Regions from separate parts of the Gasterosteus aculeatus genome. Here region 1 is linked to region 2. A link is a contact called in public Hi-C data. All regions are on one chromosome and are shown on one strand. Each heading gives the region's core, a stretch centred on a gene start, on an enhancer-like site or on the middle of the called end of the contact. The rest is flanking DNA. Distances are from core to core; before and after follow the strand shown.

What was found. A called contact is a pair of places that touch in the nucleus more often than the background predicts.
Region 1: a Hi-C map of skeletal muscle shows a contact between it and region 2, with 2.4 times the contacts expected there. The contact joins the promoter of dnm1a here to the enhancer-like site in region 2. A contact is called at or near these places in 3 of 6 Hi-C or Micro-C datasets (skeletal muscle and whole body).

Annotation. Positions count from the first base shown.
Region 1 is chr14:6,737,286-6,741,650 of fGasAcu3.hap1.1, forward strand. It overlaps dnm1a (dynamin 1a), which reads right to left and starts at 3,016. Exons shown (of 23, transcript XR_013452481.1): 1 at 2,593-3,016. It overlaps ciz1a (cdkn1a interacting zinc finger protein 1a), which reads left to right and starts at 3,424. Exons shown (of 16, transcript XM_040196874.2): 1 at 3,424-3,766; 2 at 4,189-4,365. The coding sequence starts at 4,270.
Region 2 is chr14:6,700,817-6,704,897 of fGasAcu3.hap1.1, forward strand. It overlaps dnm1a (dynamin 1a), which reads right to left. Exons shown (of 23, transcript XR_013452481.1): 21 at 3,936-4,081; 22 at 2,203-2,335; 23 at 1-494. Among protein-coding and RNA genes, the nearest start is that of golga2, 17 kb to the left of the region's middle. Within about 2 kb of position 2,270, at least 2 of the 9 cell types and tissues checked have open chromatin away from gene starts, as enhancers often do.

The DNA.
Region 1 (4,365 bases), core at 1,766-4,265, 37 kb after region 2:
ACGATGCGAGTCTTCAAGCTATTTAAATTAATGTCTGTATTGAGATATTTATGTTATTCATTCAATAAGATATTAAATAAGAGCCGTTCACAAAGGCAGCTAAATACCAATTGTCTTGTAGAGAAAAAATGCATGAATGAAAACAACAGTCAATGAAAACAATGACTGAGACCGTTGTTTCAGGAGGCTTGAAGACGGCTTTCTTGATAACTGTGCGTCTTTGTCTCTCTCATTCTAGACTAACCTTGGTGCCTCCCCGTTGGAGTTGAGCACTTTTATCATTTACAGCAACAAAGCCCCTTTGAGGAGAGTTTGACCTGAGTAAGACACTACAAAGGCTGAGAATGTGAATCTATAAACAGAGAAGTGAGCAGTGAAATGAAAGCAGGATCAAAAAGCCTCTGAAGGACGGACAATAAAGGGGAATATATCAGTTTTGTTAGTGTCCAGATGTACTCTTGTTCTATAATGTGTCAATACAGCTTGTCCACTGCTCGATGGGCTGTTCTTGTCTCTGAGTCGCAGAGGTCGACTATGCTTCAAAATCGAATCCCCCGAAAGCAAAGGTGTCACATCCCATCCGGAGTCAAAGTGAACTCCTTTCAAAAATGTTTATATTATTCCTGAAGTTGGCTAAATTGATTTCAGAGTAAATGGATTATGAAATAAGTGATGTAAATATCTCTCCTTGCTATCGATCGGCTGTGCTACTGTTAGGAGCAGACTGAGGGAGAACAAAGCTTAAACTCATCATTAAAAAAGAGATTACTGTCCATAGAAATCCATTTAAATGGCTTTCTGGTGACATGTAAACACAACGCGTTTTAAGTGTGTGTGTGTGTGTGTCTGTCGGATTGGGCAAGATTAGATCACAACAACGCAAATGGGCCACTGGAGGAGCAGGAGGACGGGAGGCCCTGATTGACGTCACTGCAGCTGGACCAGGGAGGCACTTGCATCGACGCACACACCCACACACACACACTAACGGCGCGCGACAGGATGCAGATTCTACCGACACGCACGAACAAATCATTCCAGGCCTTCGTTACTGTTAAACCACCTGGTGGTACTACGATGGTGCATCCCACTGCTCCCCCCCGGGTTAGGCAACGTAATTAGGCACAAGCTGTTTCCATGACTACAGCTGGTCGAGCAGCAAAAAACGTGGCCCTACTGAAGAGGTTGCTTCAACGGCGTCTACTCGAAACTGTTGTTTTTGCTGCTGTTTTAAAGAAGGCATAAGAAGAGGCTGTAAAGCGGGGGACAAAGGTTCACATAAAATGCTGGTAAAGCACTGTTTTTAAATGTATCTACACGAAAGACACATTTGAAACAAAGTACCATGAAATAGTAACAACGTGTACTTCTAATATTTGAGTTCATTCAACTTGTGATTTCAGGGCAACGCCAGTAATTGGACACATGGAAGTGTGTTGCAGGTTTTGAAGGGTAGGCTTTAGCTCTAGAGGGAGTTGTCTATCATCCGATATATTTCCTTAAGGTCACTTGAGTCATTCGCTGGGAGCTTGTGGCCATGACGTGAATTATTTGAATCTACTGTTAAAAAAATGTAAGACAATAGATTGAAGTGAGAAAAGAAATGTGTTGAAATAGCAGGCCCTGTTTAGTGCGGGGTTAAGCTGGCTTGGAGCCACAGCACTTTGCTATAGGCAGGAAATACTGCACACTCAGTGCATCCGAGGGATTAAAAGTCCCCGTCTAGTGAAACACAAGCAACCGGGCTGATAAACAGTCAGCCAGTGACACTCATGTTGGGCCTTCGGTAAGCTTCGCTTACAGCGTAAGCACCGGCAGACAGATGGATGAGCTGAGCTGGAAGGGCTCAAAGCTCATGAGGACTCTCTCTCTCTCTCTCTCTCTCTCTCTCTCTCTCTCTCTCTCTCTCTCTCTCTATCTCTCTCTCTCTGCAAGGTCATACTGCAGCATAACAGATCACATTTACTCGCTTTGCTTTGTATCAGCAAACTGAGAACTGTGCTGAGAAGTTTGCTTAAGAAGACTGAAGAAACAACTCTTTCAACACACACACACACACACACACACACACACACACACACACATATAAAAACACTCATGTTGCCCCCCCACCCGCCTCAGAATTTTACAGCATGAGGGCTACAAAAACAGAGGCACTGCTACAGCAACACACAGCACATCCCCCGAGCTGCCTGCAACTGTATCTGCCACACCGGAAGTCAGCATACTAACTACCCCTCTGTGACTGACGTCATTGAAACAATGATACGTGTTGTTGCCATTTTAGAAACGTTATGAAGTGTAGAATGTGACATGGGGGTCATGTGACGTCATTGGTTCGCTCCCCTGAATTGATCAGTCCAGAAGACACTTCCCTGAGGATTTATGTGGGCCTAGCTGTAAAATAATCTCCTCGCCTCGGTGTTTTGTGGTAAAAGACAACGTGACAACACGATAAGACTGGTGGATTCCGACCTGCCTTACAAAAAAAAGGAAGGGAGCAGGACTTTTGGATGTGCGTGAGGTGTAAAACACACACACAAAAAGGCGCCGATGCAGCAACATGCGCTGCAGCCCGGAAAGGCCACTTACTTCCCGACGAAGTTCTCCAGCACCGAGCTCTTCCCGGCGCTCTGGCCGCCCACCACGGCGATCTGCGGCAGGTCCAGGTTGGAGTTCTGGCCGATGGCGGAGAAGGCATCCTGCATGCGGTTCACCAGAGGAATCAAATCCTCCATTCCCTGGTTCCCCATTTTTGCGATGCCAAGGGGGGGGTTGCGTAGATCTTCCTTGTCGGAGCAGCGAGGGATTTATTTCCCCACTCGCCAATCTTCCGCTTAGAGGGCGTTTTTTTTTATTGTTTCTTCTTCACTTTTCTGTCAGCCCCCTCGTGGACTGCGCCTCCTCGGCGTGTCGGACAACCTCGGCTGGAGGACCCTCTCCAACGCGTATAGTCCGCACTCTTTCTGCACCGAGCGCAGCAGCAGCAGCAGCAGGGGAGGATGAGGATGATCTCTTGTATTTCCCCCCAGGAGAGATCTCTGCAGTTCTCCGCGCACACCGCTCGGTGGCGTGTCACTGGTTTACTTTCACTGTGGTTGTCTGTCAAATTGTGAAGTTTACAGTAAACCGCGTGTGTGGGAGGTCAGCGAGAGTCTTTAATTCAAAACAAATTTTGGTCGATTTAGGGAGGTGAATGGAGACCGGGAAATAGGAGCAGATCTGTCCATGGTGCTGAAACTGTGAGCGCCAACAACTGAGGCTAGACGGCGCTATACAGCGTCTTGTGTGTTTGTTTTTATAATGCACAACAAGCATATGCGTGGATCTATCCATCCACTCGTCCATCCATACATCTACACATCGATCCATCTATCTATCTATATAGATGTAAATTCATATATAACTATGTATCGAACATATGTGTTATAACGCAGAACCCTAAAATACTACATTTTGTATAAAATTTACGAGGCCATTTGGGTTTGAGAACTAAAATCCGGCCGTTTAAAATATAGATAATACATTAAAAGCTACATTTATTAGGCAGACATCCATTTTGTTCAGTTCTCCGGACAACCACGGGGAGGCGACAGAGTGCAATAACTTTCCTACACTGGAAACGCTGGTTGGGGGTTTCTGTTTTATGCGAGTTGCACTCGGGACAGAGAGGACGTATTCAACCTTGCGCTGTGTTTTCAGTCGGCTAATTGCTCACGGATTGCCACATAACTCGGCGAAGGAAGTCGTGACCTGCGTGGCTACGGTAAAGTGTAGAAAGTACCCGAGGAAGCGCAGCTGGTTTATGTGCGACTTAGCTAGCTAGTTCGATGTGTTGCTAAGCTAACTTGTTGTGTGAGCGGAGACAAATGTAACGTTAGCTCATTTCTTTTTGGAGCAGGTGTAGATTGTTCTTTTTCTGTCACAATATTTCCATGGCGTTTGTTTTGAAACAGCATGCCGGTCTCTCTAAAGAGTTGGTTATGGGTACAAAAAACTCAATTGAGAAAATACCAAAAAAGTAAATTGTTGTTAGCGCACTTGCTAGCGCTAGCTAACGTCAGTTAGCATCACGAAATACGAGGGCGACCTGTTGTCTTTGCAGATGCGCATTGTTATCGAGCGTGTCTTTGCAAACAGAGACATCGGGGCCCATTGTGATACACCTTTTTGTTCCCTTCCATTCAGATTAATTTAACTTGAAAGGGGCGTCAAGGCGTTTGCCGCTGCGTTTCCCCGCGGTGTAACGGAGGGAATTTAAAGCCCGTGATGTTCAATCCGCACATCCATCATCAGCAGCAGCAGCAGCAACAGCAGCAGCAACAGTTTCACCAGCACCTGCGGCAGCTACAACAACTTTTCCAG
Region 2 (4,081 bases), core at 1,020-3,519:
CGGAGGAACCAAAAAGGAAAAAGAAACTCTGCTACCAGCTAGAGTATCAAACAACCTGCCAATGTCCACATACATCACTGCGTTACACGTCTTTATACTTCAAATGTTTCTTTATACACATATGCATTTATTCATAATTTATACTGTATTCAGCAGACTAAATTCTCTAGATTGGAAGTACAAGTCCCATAAGAGGCACCACACATATACATTGTACCACATTAAGATATGCCCATAATAAACAATTTACTTTTACATAATTAGCAGAGGTTTGCGTTGTGGAGATTTCAGATGTACAAGGGGTCACAGAAGTAGTTTCTAAATGCCTAAGAGGACATCACTTGTTTGGGGTCATATTTAAACACACTGATAGGGGGGAGCAGGTGGGTCACAGGCTCTCACACAGCAATGTGAGGGTGGAACAGGAGGAGCGTTTTGAGATTGTTATGCATAGACTGTGGCTGTTTTCGTGTTCTCACTCACCCCCATGACCACTGAGAGAAGGAAAGAAAAGAAAAGAGGAAAAAATAAATAAATATGCAGATCATAAACCTGGATAGCGTTTTCCTGTGAGTACGTCAGAGGATTTGATGCACAATGCAAAATGATCATCCCGCCTAACAGTCTCTGGGCGCAACCCAGGCCACACATTTCCTTCCTCTCAGTGAGAGAATTTGACTTTGGAGTGGCTGGTGTCATGCAGCCGTCTGCAGAAGGATAGTTGATATATTGCAGTCTTGTTAGATCTTTTGTTAGATAAGGTTTTTTTTTTAAAGGAGAGAAGGAAAGTGGGAATAGTGGCATGGGAGGCGCCACTTTAAGCCAAAAGAAAAAAGCATTGGGAAAATTTCCCTGTTGCATAGGTTCTGTGGAAGCACAGACTAACAGTGTTTTTGTATGATGGTTTTGGACAAAGTCTTTTAAAATATTTGTCTGTCCCCTGATTCAATTACATAAGAAAGTTAGAACACAGGTGAATTTAGTGACAGGGAGGCCTTTACCACAGGTCACCCAGGTCATCACATCTGTCCTACTGCAAGGGGAGAAAGAAATAAAAGAAGCAAGAGAAGTCTGTATGTGGTCCTTTCCCCCCGTATTTCATTCAAGCCCCCCTGGTCTGTTTCTTTGTTGGTGTGTGAAAACCCCATTTTAAAGAAAGGAAGCTAAAAGGCAAGATCGTCACCTTGTAGCCTGAAATGCTGTGAGGAAAATAACATTTCTCCCACATCACTTAACAGCCAGCAGGGAATTCCTTACAAAAACTAGTTTCCAACTGCTCAAATTGTCCTCAGAACATATATTGTCACCAATGTTCATCGGACAGAAGACTTTGTTATGGACATTCTGATATTTATTTGCTGTTCGGCCTCTTTTTATCCAAAATTACAGTAGGGCCGAGATCCTCCTTGTGGCAGTGGCAAGTGGGTGGCAACTTTGTGGCAGGCAGCGGCAATCGCCAGTAAGTCAGTCGGCGTCACAACGGCACGCTGGGTGGGAGGAGCCAATTTTTCCCAGAAACAACTGTTATTTGTACGACAGGTCAGCTGCTGTAAATATTTTATTTTATTTAATTTTATTTGAGACACGTGATTCCCCGTCTTCTTATTACAGAGGCTAATTTTAGGTTTGGACCGGCGGGTTCCGTGTAGGGGGTGGGGCTCTCAAGTTTGATGCCACCCACTTGCCACTGCCACAAAGAGGATCTCGCTGTCACTCCAAAATTAGCTGTCATTCTTTTTAAACTCTGCAATTTTCGCACATGACCGGCAGCACAAAGTGAGTTGATGAGATTTTAGTGAGGAAAAACGACAAACATAAAAGAAACAGGAGAGAAAATGATAGTTAGGACAAGCCAGTCAGCAGGCAGAATACCCATCAAAGAGGCTGGAGTATAATGTGAAACTCAGGCAAAGTGTCATGCGTAGTTTGCTCGCACCTTAGTAGGAACACATATTCTAATTGTATTTGCTTGTAAATATGTATGCATACATGTGTGTGTGTGTATAAAAGGAGTGTGCATGCAGATGTTCGCTTAACCTCTACAGATAATCAACTTTGATATTTTTCTACATTATTCGTTTAAATTTCGAGGGTGCAGCACGTTTGTGTGCCAGTCATGCGAGTGTGTTTCAAGTATTCAGCATCTCCGTGGGAAACAGCGCTGTGTGTGTGTGTGTTTTAAGGGAAAAGTAGGAGCAGGACCGGTCGGGTGTTGCAGAAAACAACAGGAAGGTGGCGTTGTTGTCCATGGACTCCCATCCAGAGGTGGGACAGAGGGACAGAGGGAGGGAGGAGCTCAGAGGTCTAGTGGGTTGGAGACGGTGGGGGTCTCCGACTGCCATGGACACACAAACGCACACAGAGACAAAAAGGACAGGGTCGGAAAAGGTTGGATTAGTGTTTCTCCTGGTAAGTAAAGGTTTATACTTACACTGTGTTATCTCAGCCCCCCCCCCCCCCCCAGCCCCCTCAATGTGTAACATACCTTCACTCACACAGATAGCCACTCATATTATGAGATAACACATGGAAGGAAAGCCCACAAGCAAGGCTCAGTTGGCCTTGATGCTGTTTGTAGTATAGGCGAAATGTATATAAGTGTAGAGCAACTATAGTGGCAGTGGTTTTCAGAGGCCTGAATATGTGAACAATGCCGTTCATCCCTGGAGAAAAAAAGCTTAGTTGAGGAGTGAGCAGTGCTACCTGCACACATGCTACTATGGACGTAGGCCATGACTGTAAACAACAACGTCAGACACTCAGAGACAGTTACAAGTTGTGGACGTGGGTGGGATGCCATGGCATTAATACATCACGCACGACACTAACACAAAAACAACAACCGTCTTCAAGTTTCGGACAGTTTGAATCCTGTCTAACCTGCAGCGATCTGAGAAAAGTCTTCTTTCGCAAGACATTTTCATCACACTTTGACACACTGACGCCCCCTTCAATAAATTCATTATTGAAACAGCTCCAGGAATCAGCTCAGACACGGACGCAAACACACGCACACCCTCTGCGCCGGGTGTGTGTGTTTGCCCATGCAGCGCTCTGAGAAGAGAAAAGAAACGTGAGAAAAAGAAAACCGGCATGCGAGTGAAAGGATTAGCGTTCCGAGAGGAAGAGGAAAAAAAAAAAGAAGGGATAGCGGTCACGATGAGGGTGATGGCGGACAGTACCCAACGTACCAGACACGTTACTCCTCATTGGTCAGTGATAGTGATTCTGCAGAAGGAAACCATAGTCATGTGTGGGACAGAGGTGTGGTGAGGAAAAGGGAAAGAGAGAAAAAAAGGAGTGCAAAGAGTTACAGTGCAGGAAATGAGCAATGTCACATGTGCTCAGCTCTCACTTAGGTCATAGCAGAACAAACCGCTTCACCGCTGATGATTCTGACGCCAAATGGAGGGATTTTCAGACACTTTCCTGTTTTTCGGGGCCGCGTTGGCTAGTGAGAGCTTTGCCTCTGAGATGTTAGTGTCTCCTGCTTCTCTTACAGTGATGGTCAGCTAGCTCACAAAACCCAGGCAAGCACGAGATACAAGATACAGTTAATGGAGAACGTAAAAAGAAAGCCCCTCTGACGCTCATTCCAGTCACCGACTTGCTTTGAAGCGCCCGTTTCTTGACTACTCCGATGAGGTCAGTGGTGAGGTGGGTGTAAGCGATGCACAGTGGAGTGTGAAAGGTGTGTCAGAAAGGTCAAAGTAATGGCAGACACACAACTAGTTAACCAGACCAAGAGAAAATGAGGAATATAGTCCATTGGTCATGCGTTCTAGGGACGCCTATCAATCTATTCGTCGATCACAATCAGCTCCCCACTTTAATTGACCTCCTTTTTTGCCCTCAGTAAAAAGAGAGCATGCTTCAGGTTGGATTGCTCTGGTTTCAAACGTGGGGAAAGCTCGTTCTCTCACGCCTTCGCTCACCTCGGCACACTCGGGGGAGCGCGGTTCGGCCGGGAGGGCACAGTGGGCGGCGGCCCACTGTAAGGGTCCGGAGAAGCCCCCGGGCGAGACGGCACGGGGGGTCCCCCAGCGGGAGGAGGCCCCGGTGGAGGCCCACGAGAGCCCGG